3 separate regions of the Zea mays genome follow, and regions 1 and 3 are each linked to region 2. The links are chromatin contacts, called in public Hi-C maps. All regions are on one chromosome and are shown on one strand. The core of a region is the stretch at or near the end of the contact, and the rest is flanking DNA. Distances in the headings are between cores, read along the strand shown. Region 1 holds the start of LOC103635523 (chaperone protein dnaJ 49). Region 2 holds the start of LOC100284013. Region 3 holds the start of LOC100272553 (UDP-glucuronic acid decarboxylase 4).

Region 1 (4,304 bases), core at 1,676-4,175, 250 kb before region 2:
AATGATCAATATAAATGACCAAACTTAGCTCAAGATTATGCTACAAGAATCTTAGTAACCAGGTTCCCGAATCGATGTGATCGAGGAACGTGGTGCACTACTAAAATTAGGTTTTTATACTACGGAAACGAGAGATTGTTTCCATGTTTCCGGAAAGGAACGTTCCAGTAATGAGGAAAGTGGCAAAGGCCAACTTCCATGTTCCCGGTTTCTAATACGAGAATAAGGCAGTCAAATCAACCTGCGCTGCACTCTATCACCCTCTCTGTACTACTCTAGCCCTAAGAATTGAAACATTATACTAAAAACAACCGATATTCACCTTTTGTACAAGTCCTGGCTATATTTAGGCTAAGAAGAAACTTGAAAATATTTCTTGCTTGGATTTACAAATCAGAACAAAATAGCAAGAAAACCTCACTAGCAACCCAAAAAGAAGTGGAAGGGCATCAGCCTGTGGCACTTGCGGTGGTTTGGCCCTCCTAGCAGCGGTAGTTGCAGTGGTCAATAGTGCAGAAGGTTGTCACAGTCCCAGGTTACGGTGCTGTCCTATAGGGTGAAGCGAATTTCAGGAGTTTTCATAACCTGTTTGGTTAAGGCTTGGCTATTATTTAGGTTTGAGTTTTTCTTAATCGTGTTCAGGAAAAACTGAATAATACCTGCAAATATGAGCAATATTCTTCCATGATGAAAACGGGAGATCAAACTGATGGCATATGCACATTCTGCGCCACAGACAGCTCCCTTAGCTTGTCACAGCGAGGTGTAGGGTAGTCCTTGGCCCATTGACGACGTTGGAGTTCCACATGGCAATATCTTCCAAGCATACTCTTATAGTCCATCAGAACATGCCGTTCAAGATTCTCTCTAGACTGACTACCCTGTGGAAACTGCTGATCAAAATCTTGTTTGCTGACGAAGTACTCCACTCCTTGTTTTTGAGTGACCTTTGAAATGGGGAAGTAATTTGTCTGTTGCAGCGAATACTCAGCTTGACGCGCTGGAATAAATGCAAGCGAAACAATAAACAGTACTACTACAAGGTGAATAAACACTGTTAGATTTATGCTGGAACCACCCTCCACTGAATGCTCCCTTCTCTGTTGCTGTTGCCTGCCTGTTCCCCTAGCCCTGTAGGTATACTGGGGATGGAACATATTATCATGGGTGCCATAAAAGGACCTGAATATCTCATCTGGATCAAAATCTTCTTCATAGTTATAGAAGCCACTTCTTGCTGGCCTTCTCCGCCTAGCAGCTCCCCGCCTCATGACATTGGGATATTGCTCATTGAATTCATGGTCCTCAGTGGTGCCTGTCTGATCATAAGTCCTCCGCGACTGATCATTGCTTAGGCACTTGAAAGCCTTGCTTACCATCTTGAAAGCATCTTCTGCCCCAGGAACCTTGTTCTTGTCAGGATGAACCTTCAGTGATAACCTCCTGTATGCCTTCCTAATTTCCTCCACAGTGCATCTTCTCTCTACTCCGAGAACTGCATAGTAATCCTTCTTTTTCCTGATATCCTGAACCACTCTAATATTCTCCTCAGTGTAAGCCTTATCAACATTTAAAGGACCAACAGATTCTTTTGTTGTTTTTGGGTATAAAAGAGCTTGTCCTCTTTCAGTCTTGTCTTTGCAAGTAGAAATATTCAGGATGCCAACCTTCTCAACTGGGCTCAGCAAATCATCAAGTGGAAGACCAGGGTCCAATCTTTGAGCAATTTTAATTAATTTTTCTGCGCGCTGCCTATCCCCAGATGCAAATGCAGATTTTGCAAGCTTGACAGATCTCAATGCCTCATCTTTGTTCCCATCCATGAGTCCAATCAGCTCTGGTGAAATAGGTTGAAACCTCAAACTGATGACCTGTGAAACAAGAATACTGGATTAACAAAACAAAGCAAACTATCATGTAATAAAACTGGCTAACAAACACCAATTTCCATGAGATGAAGTGAAGTGATATCTAAATCTCAGCTTAGAAATCTAGTAGTCATAAACAAGTTGTAGGCAAAGAGTACAAAAACATCACAGGAATTTCACAGAAATCGGTTCATTTCACAGGAAAAAAGCAAGGAACACGAAAATTTCTGGCGTTCCAAAGGGGGGCTAAATATTAGACGGATCCTCTATAGCCACATGAGTTATGCATGTCATAAACAAAACAGAACTACCGCCTGATCAATTCAGAACTACACCAACAAGGAGACACCTTGAGCTCTTCGAATGGAGTTCACTGCCTTTTGAAAGAGACGGTGAAGAATTTAAACTTCTTTACCAGTTGTAAGTAATTAGAACGTAAAATACCCAACAAGCCTAGAAGACCTGAACTCACAAGAAATATATGGATTTGGTGGAATGTATCATGGAAGCAACAAACATGAAAAATAAAATATTATAACTATCACAAAAAAAGAAGTTACTTCTGTTTCATCAACTCCCATGAAATCAACATCTAGTGATCTACATGGATGAAGATTTCAACATTTCCAACTGTGGATGTCCGACCCACACACGACTCCCAAGCAACAACATAAACAGCTCCTATCCACGCAGACAGATCTCACCCTGACACCAACTCGGCCCTCCGCATCATCTAAACAGGAAAACAACATGCAAGAAACAGGCGATGCCATCATAAACAATCCTTTCCTAAACCTCGATGTGTCGTGACACCTCGAACTCGAAAGGGGAACCGGGCGCGTTGACCGAATTCTAAGAGGAAACTTCCAAATTTGAAAGCTGGGGCTGATTGAGACCGGTGGATCGGAGGGGCTCACCGGATGAGAGCGAGGGGAGGCGACGCGAGGAAGACCACACCCCCGCTAGGCCGCCACCGGAGAGGGGAACAAAAATGGAGTAGACTGCACGGATATGGCGCTGCATTTTCTGCTAAGCCCCTCGGCTTTTCCATATTTTAGAATCGGGAGTGGGCCTTTTCGAGATTAGACAGTAGACACTACAACCACAACGGACCGTGCAACAAATCGTAGACCGCCAAATTTTTAAAACGGGATTAAAAAATCGCAAAACATGTCACGTATTACTAAAAACTAGAAGTGACCGTGCGTTGCTACGATTTTTATATATCATATAGATAAATTTTACTTAATTGGATTAATTGTAGAAACTAGTCAATTGACCGTGCGTTGCTACGATTTTTAAATATTATATCGATAAATCTTATTTAATTGGATTAATTGAAGGAACACATTTCAAACATTTACAATAATACATAGTGGTTTGAGCCAATAAAAAATGGCTGTTGTTGGGGGCCTTCGGCTTCCGAAGGTCCTCAAAAGTATGATTTAACAATGTTTTTGGAGTAAAGTACATTAACAGGTATCTTCGGACTTGGATCAGAGCCACGGTAGGACGAAGCACAAGGAACACGAAGGTTTACGCAGAGCCGAAGCTGTGTGTAGAAGAGCTTCGGGAGAACGGCAGGAAAAGAAACCGACTTAAAGATGAAAAACCAGATTAAACCTCGAAAAATTATTATAGAGTTATTGATAAATGTAAAGGGCATTAATGTAATTTTGCATGGGCTGCGACCCGTGCCTATAAATAGGCGAACAGTATCCCCGTACTGTTCACGCTGATTTGACATTGGCTTTTGCGTCACACTTGTACTTTTACCTTCTCGCGATCCGAAGGTACATTTGTAATTTGACATCATTTCTATTCCGTCATCATAATAAAATAGAAATGAGTTGTCAATAATTCATAACCGTTCATGTTAACTTATATGATTCATATGATCTCTTCTTCATTATTATATTTTATGCTGATGAAGGTACGTCCTTCATAACCTTCGTCCGAAAATCATTATATCCTTAGGGAAATAATGCTTCGAAGGGCGAAGGATATTGACATTTAACATTTTATGTTGCCTTGTTCTTAATTCATAGCATTTGAGAACAAGTCCCCAACAGCTGCACATCACAAATGAAGCGAAGCAGCACGTTTAGATACTAACGGTTTCTTGGTGGGCATTCGAGCTAGCTGTGTATTCGCTAGTGAGTTACTTTTCCACAAAGGTAAAGAAAAAAAGAAATACAATATCATAAGTCTCTCAACAAAGGCAAAACCAACAGTACAACACGACATTTAAATGAGCTCAACAAAATGTTCAAAGATAAGACAAATTTAGAAAAATGTTTAGCAGAGAATAGTACTAATATTTTACAGAACGATATATGAAACCTCCTGTCGTGTGCAGTTTGCAGGTAAGTCATCAATATAAATAGTGCTTGATGCATCCGACGGAAGAGGAGGCTTGGATCTACCACCATATGT
Region 2 (4,115 bases), core at 1,265-3,764:
TAATATCTCGCGGCTGCTCCCTTGGTAACGCGCGAGCCATGATGAACACAGTGTATGCCGCAGCACAGGCGAACTGCCTACCAACGAAATGGACAGGCATGCCGCCCGCAGAGTGGCCTGGTCGCTGCCCGCCAGTGGAGTGGACAGGGCACATTAAATGCCGAGGTGGCACATCGCCTGCCAGTGGAGTGGACAGGGCACATTAAATGCTAAGGCAGCACATCACCTTCCAGTTTGATAGGCGGCACGCCTTATCCGCAATAAATGTAGAGGACGTGCGGCCCAGAGGCCTTACGTCAGGCTCCGCCCGCTGGCTTACGTCGCGGGCAGCTGGCCACGTAGCAGCATCGGGTCTCCGTCTGAGCGGGGAGCAGATGCGTATGCGATAGGGTCCGGACACGTGTTGGCTCCGGACCCCCGCCTGGCCTTGACTAAGGTCCGGACACTCTTTGTCCTAGTACCCTGGGACCCTGTTGTGAGTGGCCCGGACCCTGCACAGGGGGGTCCGGGCACGCCCGTGGAGGTTCTGGACCTTACCCGGAGGTCCGGTCCGTACGTACAGGGGTTCGGTACTTCCCATGGGGGTCCGGACCCACTGCTGATGCCTTGAAGCATATCGCCTTTTTTGGCCACGTGGCGGCCCCGGAGCCGTCCGCGTGGTGGGGTCGGGTGTTGTTTGCCACGCGACTAGAAATAGCCGCGTGGACACCGCGCCTTCATACAGTAGTAAGAGATACCCCTGTTTCAGGGTACCGACAGTCTTGAAGATCTGTTTTCCTAATCATGGGCATTATCTCATTTGTAAGAATGTTTATCTCAGTGGCAGAAATCAACTTGAGTTGAATAAAATGATGGTTAGATAAAGAAAATATTTGGATTTGGGCTTTATATATATTTATAGGCACATAGAAGTGTCATTGCCCATAACGTAAGCATAGTGTAACTTCTAAAAGTTACCACAAGTATTGAAATAATGATGAAAAGAAGCAACCATACTTAAAGTATGAGCAAGCCACAACTTAGGCATATAGTTTGAGGCATGCTTGAGTGAATATTTGAAACATATACCTTATCATGTTGAAAGGGTTTCAATATAGAAATATGTATTATGAAAATACTATTAATTAGTCGGTCATTTGTGAAGAACCTAGACCTATAAGAACCTAAGGATGAGGGGAGGAAATACCATGCTGATACACCAAAGGTAGACACTCTATATGTCATGTTGGATCGGTAATGGCACCAAGTATAAGCAAATACCATGTATATGGATCATGAATGTCCTCCAATATATCCAAAGGGTAGAGAAATTTTGAAATTAAAGATCAAGAAATGAATCTAAATGTGAATGTGAATTCCCTTTGTGGCAATTCAGAATTGAATTGAAGTCAGAAAGTACACCTTTGTGTCAATAATGACAAAATCATATGGGAACCAAAGACTAGCATAAATATTTTGTGAACATGTGTACTTTGAATAAGAAACACTCGATATAAGCGACATGGATTAAGGAATCCCCACTACCAACTTATGAAATAAAAAAAGCTTGTGTTGCATAAGTAATGCTAGGATATGTGCTATGTATGAAAACTCCATTAATATATGGTCAAGAAGGCATATGATGAACCACGTTAGAATCTTGCATAATAAGTCACAAGAGGATCTTGTAGATCTCCATTTAAGCAATGCATCCATCATTAAAAGGATGGACTTGAAGCAATTATATAAGAATTAAAAGTGTAGTTCTCAGGAGAGAAATTTTCATACTCCTAAATTGAATCTTGAGCAAGAAGTTCAAGTACTTAATTATAACCTTGAAGATTAAATGAAGAAAAGTGTGTTTTGCACTCTTTTTCCATCAAGAGAGTTTTGAATAGAAGTTTCTCGTATAAGGTTTTTAATGAGGCAAATCATGCAACACAACAAACGTGAATATGTACTTTTTCTCCAAATTTTTCCTACTAGGTTTTTGTGGAGTTTTGAGACAAGTGCATCTCGCGACAAGAGGGCCAAGTGGGAGCGTTAAGAAACCAGTTTGAATCCCGAAGACCCATGTGACCCATCTAGCTGAAACTCTAACTTTGCACTATATATAGAGGAGGATACCACTATTTGTTGTAACCAGTGAACAAAATAGATGAATGAGAATACAAATCTATCATATATCTTTGAAGAAATTTGCTATTTTGACACTCTATGTTTTGACTCTCTTATTATATCATCTCGTGTCTATGATTTGCGGGCTAGACGACATACTGATGATAATGGCAAAATTGTTAATAGTTTATATCTTTATATCTCCTGTGTTTATGATTATAAATAGGGAAATTTGGATCCATACCATTAAAAGATCACCACTTTGGATCCATACTATTACTATCTCACTTACATGTGGGTCCACATGAGTCAATGACATGTGGGGTCCATGGTATATATCTAAAGTTTGGATCTTTTAATGGTATAGATCCAATTGTTCCTTATAAATAATTGAGAAGACTTTATGCTACACTCGCAAATGTTTTTTAACAGGTTGGATGCTCTGCACGGAACTTTTTCATTTTCTTCTTGAGAGTAATCTCTTTTTGCAAAGAGGCCGCCAACTCTTGTACCATCACGGCGTCGGAGGGCCAGTCGACCTCTCTGCTCGCGAAAAATGGCGGCGGCAGCGGAAGGTTTGGCTGCCTACAGGGCGGTGCTGCGGGCGGCGCGGCGGACGTTCGCGGGCGACCAGCTGATGCTGAAGGAGTCTGCGGTGGAGATCCGGCGCCGCTTTGAGGACCACCGTGGTCTAACCCCGGGCTCCGACGATGCAGCGCGTGCCCTCGCCGACGCCCGCGAGGCGGCGCACTTCATCACCCATATGATAGTCCAGGCCACACGCGCACCCTCCGGATCCTTCGGTACGATTCGATAGTGCTTGCCAGTCACCCCTCCCCCACCTGTTTGTGATCTAGGGCTTCTAATTGGTTCGAAGAAATTGGTAGTTGGTGGTGCATTGGTCACCCATCCATTACGAATTATACGATCTGGCTCTGGCCAGCCCGTTTGTGCGGCCTTAACCAGCCTTATGAGGAAACATTTAGCTTGGTTTTGTGCTATGAGGTAGGGTTTTGAGTAGGTGCAAATTAGATGGAAATAGAGGCTAGGAGTAGGAGGGTAACCACTAACCATTTGAGTCCATGATCTTTAAACTAGTTAGTACATAACTAATATACTGTAACAGTCCTGAGATTTCTTAAATTGTTATGGCTGCTGAGAGGTGCAAAATTATTAAAAAGGAGAGTGCCTATTGGACCTGCTATTTTGAAGGGACACTGGCACTTCACCCTAGGAGATGTGATGAATCTCGAGTAGGCATGTGGGATTAGTAAGTGGTAAATGTATTTGAGCACACAAACAGGCTTAGATGGTCATATTGTACACAAATTTTGTTGTGTCTGTTGCAATTTTTACCATATACATAAAACAATAGTCTTCATGGATTTATTAACTATCTAGGACTTCACATGTAACATTTGATGACATATTACTTAAGGGATTACTTGAGTAGTTACAGAGATCTCTGACAGTTTCTCTATGTATCAGATGCATTTAGAGTAGCACCACTGATTTCAAGTCGGGCGACCAGCTAGTCGACCGACAGGACCGACCAGGCGCCTAATCGCGATTAGGGCGACTAATCGGCCGACTAATCGGTTCTGGTCGGCCTCTGGTCGTCCCTAGTCGTCCTATGTATATTCCTAGGCATATAAGCCATATATATATGTATATATGTATTTCTAGGCATATAAGCCATATAGAACTGAAATTAAATTGGAAGTTCGGAACTGAATTACTGAAATATAACAGTAGCAGCTTTCAATTGGAAGTGAATGTAACATAACATAAGTGAAAGTGTGAAACAATATAGAGTACCTGCTAGTCTGCTACCTAGAGCAGATCAGCATCCAAGCAAAAAGCATTAGCAGCAGCTTTCCCTGCTAGTCTGCTACCTAGCGCAGAATGTAAAACTGCAGAGTGCAGAGCGCAGACAAGGGGGAAGGAGGGGAGCAGGGATGACCTTCGGATGACGAGCTCATCTTGTTCCTTGTAGATGAGCAGGGGGCAGGGACGAC
Region 3 (4,106 bases), core at 531-3,030, 200 kb after region 2:
TGCGGAATACATATCCTACCTACAGAATAGGATATTTGATCTAGAGAGAGAAGTAAGCAACAAAAATGATGAGGAAGAAAGAGACACAAACAATGGTGGTGCTTCACAGGTGCAAGTATGCCCAGATCCATATTGTTGCTGCCCTTGTCACAACAAGAATGTTGGTCCTCCGTCGTCTCCACCGCACCCACAGCAGACACCAACAATGGGAGGATACTATGGGGAAGGCTCAACTCAATTTGGAATGTGGGAGCACTACTAGAAAACTCTTATGTATCAATTGCTTTTAGCGTGTTGGTTATCTATTTCAATTGCTTCAAGTCGCCTTCAAGAATTGCTTTAAATCTACTTTTCATCAATTATGTATTTATGTAATTTTTCATCAATTTGAAGGTAATTCATTACGAAATATCATTGTTCGACAATACATATTACCGAATAATAAGTTCATTATTACATAACTTCAAATAAAACACCAATACTACTGAGTACAACGGGGCCATTTGCCTTTGCGAAATGCATCAGGGTTCTCCTCCATTGCTTCCTTTGCACGACGTGCACGCTCAAGCTTCTTCTCCTTATCTTCCCTGCATTCAGCAACACGCCTCATTTTCTCTTCGTCTTCACGTTGTTGCTCGGCAGCAAGCTCCTCTCGTCTTTTTTTCATCCTCTCTTTGTCCTCTGCATCCCACTTTTGAAGATTCTCCAGCCACTTCTTATCTTTCTCTGATATTTCGGTGTCAATCCACTGCTCAAAATCACATAGCGGTGGAGGAGTCTACAAAATGTGCAATTATTAGTACGCAAAAAAACATTTACAAAAACATTCACAAATGTAAACATATTACAAGACTATTCTCACCATTAAATTCATCCGACGTTGAACAACAGTTGGCTCAAATGCAAAGTTAGCACACATCCAATACCTCTGTCGATAGGTGTCATGATCTTCAGACTTATCGACCTTACAAGGATCACCACAAAAACACATAGGCACTGGAACACCACTTGGCAAAGGCAGCGGGTCGAAGGCAGTTCCGGTCAAAGGACCCTTCCTAAATTTCCATAAACTCTATAACAATCAGAAATATAATAGACTCACAAAATAAGAGGCAAATCCAAAACTTACCTTTGTTTAGCATATTTACCACGCCTAGACATCTCTAGTTTAGAAGAATTGAAATGAGCACAGCAACAAGCCAGACGTAGGGTACTATTTATAGGAACGTACCTCGGCGCCATAGATCTTGGCGCCGAGGTAGGCGTCGTTGACCGGGCGCCTACCTCGGCGCCAAGATCTATGGCGCCGAGGTACGTGCCACGTCAATCCAGATCACACCGGCGTCTGACGTATAAGCGCCAATAGTATTGGCGCCGGCACACACATGCTCGGCGCCAATGATGACGGCGCCGAGCTAAGGGTCCATTTTTTGAAATGAAACTGCCAGAGGCATAAATGTGGGAAAAAAACCCGAAAAGGGCCAAATTGCAAAAAAGTTGGAGCCCGTGGGCAGTGGCCAACTGGCCACTGGCCACCCACCCCCGGCCTCCTCCGGGTCGCACACCTGTCCCGGCGGCCGCCCATGCGCACCAGATCACACTCCTGTCCAGGGAGCTCGGCCAGCCCGCCCCCACCGCGCCACAGAAAACTCGATCCCCCGCCGTCCACCCCGCATCCAAGGGCCACGACCCCGCATCTCTCCCCCGGCGAGCCACCGCTCCCCCGCCCATAAATACCTCTCTGCTCCAGCCGCTGCCGCTGCCACCCCCGCGAGACCTGTCCGAATCGCGTCCAGGTCCCTCGCTGGGAGTTTCGCCGAGGGCCCTCCCGCCTCCCCCCTAGATTCACGACGGAGATGGCGTCCGAGCTCACCTACCGCGGCGGCGGGGCGTTCACGGCCGCCAGCGCCGGCGCCGGGGGCTACTCCCCGAAGCCGTCTAAGCCGCTTGCGTGGCTGCCCCGCGCGGCCCGCTACGCCGTCGCCGAGAACCGCCCGCTCTTCGCGCTCGCCGGGATGCTCATCGCCGCCGCCGTCATCTCCATCGCCTCCCCGTCCGCCTCCTCCTCCTCCTCCGCCGCCTCGTCCTACTCCAACAACAACCCGCTCGCCCGTTTCTCCGTCGAGCCCGCCCACCACCGCGACGTGGCCACGCGGCACTTCGTCGGCGGCAAGGTGCCGCTGGGCCTCAAGAGGAAGGTGCTCCGCGTCCTCGTCACCGGCGGCGCCGGCTTCGTCGGCAGCCACCTGGTGGACCGCCTCCTGCAGCGCGGAGACAGTGTCATCGTCGTCGACAACTTCTTCACCGGCCGCAAGGACAACGTCCTGCACCACCTCGGCGACCCCAACTTCGAGATGATACGCCACGACGTCGTCGAGCCCATCCTGCTCGAGGTCGACCAGATCTACCACCTCGCCTGCCCCGCGTCCCCCGTCCACTACAAATACAACCCCATCAAAACAATCATATCCTTTCTCTACGAATTCCTTCAGTTCTGTTGCGTTCTTTTCCTTTCCTCCATGACTGATTCATGATTGATGCCTGGATCGCGATCGGTTCTATTTTTCTTCTTTTGGTGCCAAACAAAATGTTTTATATTGTTATAGGGATGGATTTGGTTTCTATTGCATTTTGGTGGGGAATTTGTTCCTTTCTCCAGGTTTATCGGTTAACACGCAATGCTTCTGGGAGGATGAGGCCCGATTCACTACTCCCTGAGATTCCGGGTCGGTCCATGAAATGGGAATATGGCACAGTAGGAGAATTTTGTCCGGAGCTCGAGATTTGCGCCACGTTTCACTCTGATTTTGGAGTTTTCTGCTCAACTGATGCAAAGCACAGCCACCAGGTCGGCCGTTTCAGATCTCTGTCTGCTAGGCTGCCCTTTGCTCAAGGGCAATCCCTCCTTTTCATTTAACGCAAAAGAAATTTCTTCTGTTTATTTGCATCTATGAAATCTGGCGTCAAATGTTCAGTTGAACTCAAATTCTCGAGATTCAACTGAAGATCTCAAATCATCGCATCATTTCCCTGTCGAAACCATTTGTATTTCTCAGAAAAAAACTTTTTTTTTATGTTTCTGAATGCTGACTTAAGTTTCCCGTGCGTTTGGAATAGAGAAAACGTACTAGCAACAGTTAAAGCCGAGATATGAACTCAATTGTTCCTTACTGTTTTACTTTGCTTCATGATCTGTTCATGGGAGCGAAAAGTAAGCGCAAGGTGTGCCTGGATCTGGGTCAGTGGTGGACTTTGCTTACTTCTGAGTTCTGACATAAAGGGCGCATTTCAATTTTCAACAACACAAAAGTTGACGTCAAGTGGCCTTTGCCCTTTCCACTTTCGAAACAACTTTGCTTACTGTTCACTTCACGTGATTTCTTTATGCTTTACTTGTTTTGCAACTGATTGGGGAGTAGCAATGTGACGAAGTCAAAAGGGTGGCTAATTCATTTAGTTTCTGCTTGTTTTGCTTTCTTGAGATGGTTTGTAGCCTTAACCTTTGTGATAGCACAAGACCAATGTGGTTGGGACTCTGAACATGCTTGGATTGGCAAAGAGGATCAATGCTAGGTTCCTCCTCACCAGTACCAGTGAGGTCTATGGTGATCCCCTCCAGCACCCGCAGGTGGAGACTTACTGGGGCAATGTCAATCCCATCGGTAATAACTCTTGTTGTTTATACTCTCTTGGTTGAACTCTTGAAATTAATTTGTTGCAGCGACAAATGATCATTCATGTTTCTTAGATCTAGCATGATGAGGTTAGCTAATTGTTAGTTGTGTCATGCATATGGCAGGGAACTGTCAGCCACCAAATAAATGATCTCTCATGCGCATTCTTTCTTTGTCATGCTTTTGTATGAGTATAACTTTGGAGAGAGCATAGACGACTCACGACTGAGGGGTTGTCCTAAACATATACCCTGCAGCCATAGTCTTTTAGTGAACAAAACCAAGAAAAAGAGAGGGAGGAGGGAATTGCAAGCTGGACAATGTACTGTTGCAAACAGGAAGGCTCTACGTTGTCAAATCTTTATTATTTTTTTTTAATCCGAGCTGTAGTAAGCAGGAATGAGCCCTTTTCAGAAAACAGTGCTGGTCCAG

The links. A called contact is a pair of places that touch in the nucleus more often than the background predicts.
Region 1: a contact with region 2 is called in a Hi-C map of leaf, with 5 times the contacts expected there. The contact joins the promoter of LOC103635523 here to the promoter of LOC100284013 in region 2. A contact is called at or near these places in 3 of 25 Hi-C or Micro-C datasets (ear, leaf and tassel).
Region 3: a contact with region 2 is called in a Hi-C map of bundle sheath, with 3 times the contacts expected there. The contact joins the promoter of LOC100272553 here to the promoter of LOC100284013 in region 2. A contact is called at or near these places in 11 of 25 Hi-C or Micro-C datasets (bundle sheath, ear, endosperm and 4 more) and 1 of 3 datasets of contacts at active chromatin or transcription factors (leaf).

What each region holds. Positions count from the first base shown.
Region 1 is chr8:89,300,711-89,305,014 of Zm-B73-REFERENCE-NAM-5.0, reverse strand. It overlaps LOC103635523 (chaperone protein dnaJ 49), which reads right to left and starts at 2,925. Exons shown (of 4, transcript XR_557424.4): 1 at 2,786-2,925; 2 at 660-1,871; 3 at 422-544.
Region 2 is chr8:89,049,712-89,053,826 of Zm-B73-REFERENCE-NAM-5.0, reverse strand. LOC100284013 reads left to right here and starts at 2,514. Exons shown (of 2, transcript NM_001159477.2): 1 at 2,514-2,900. The coding sequence starts at 2,654.
Region 3 is chr8:88,849,364-88,853,469 of Zm-B73-REFERENCE-NAM-5.0, reverse strand. LOC100272553 (UDP-glucuronic acid decarboxylase 4) reads left to right here and starts at 1,780. Exons shown (of 6, transcript NM_001147020.2): 1 at 1,780-2,465; 2 at 3,515-3,662. The coding sequence starts at 1,857. LOC103635520 reads right to left here and starts at 1,436. Exons shown (of 3, transcript XM_008657951.4): 1 at 1,130-1,436; 2 at 863-1,055; 3 at 402-778. The coding sequence starts at 1,242. The coding sequence ends at 482. LOC109941586 (a long non-coding RNA gene) reads left to right here. Exons shown (of 3, transcript XR_002264244.3): 3 at 1-271.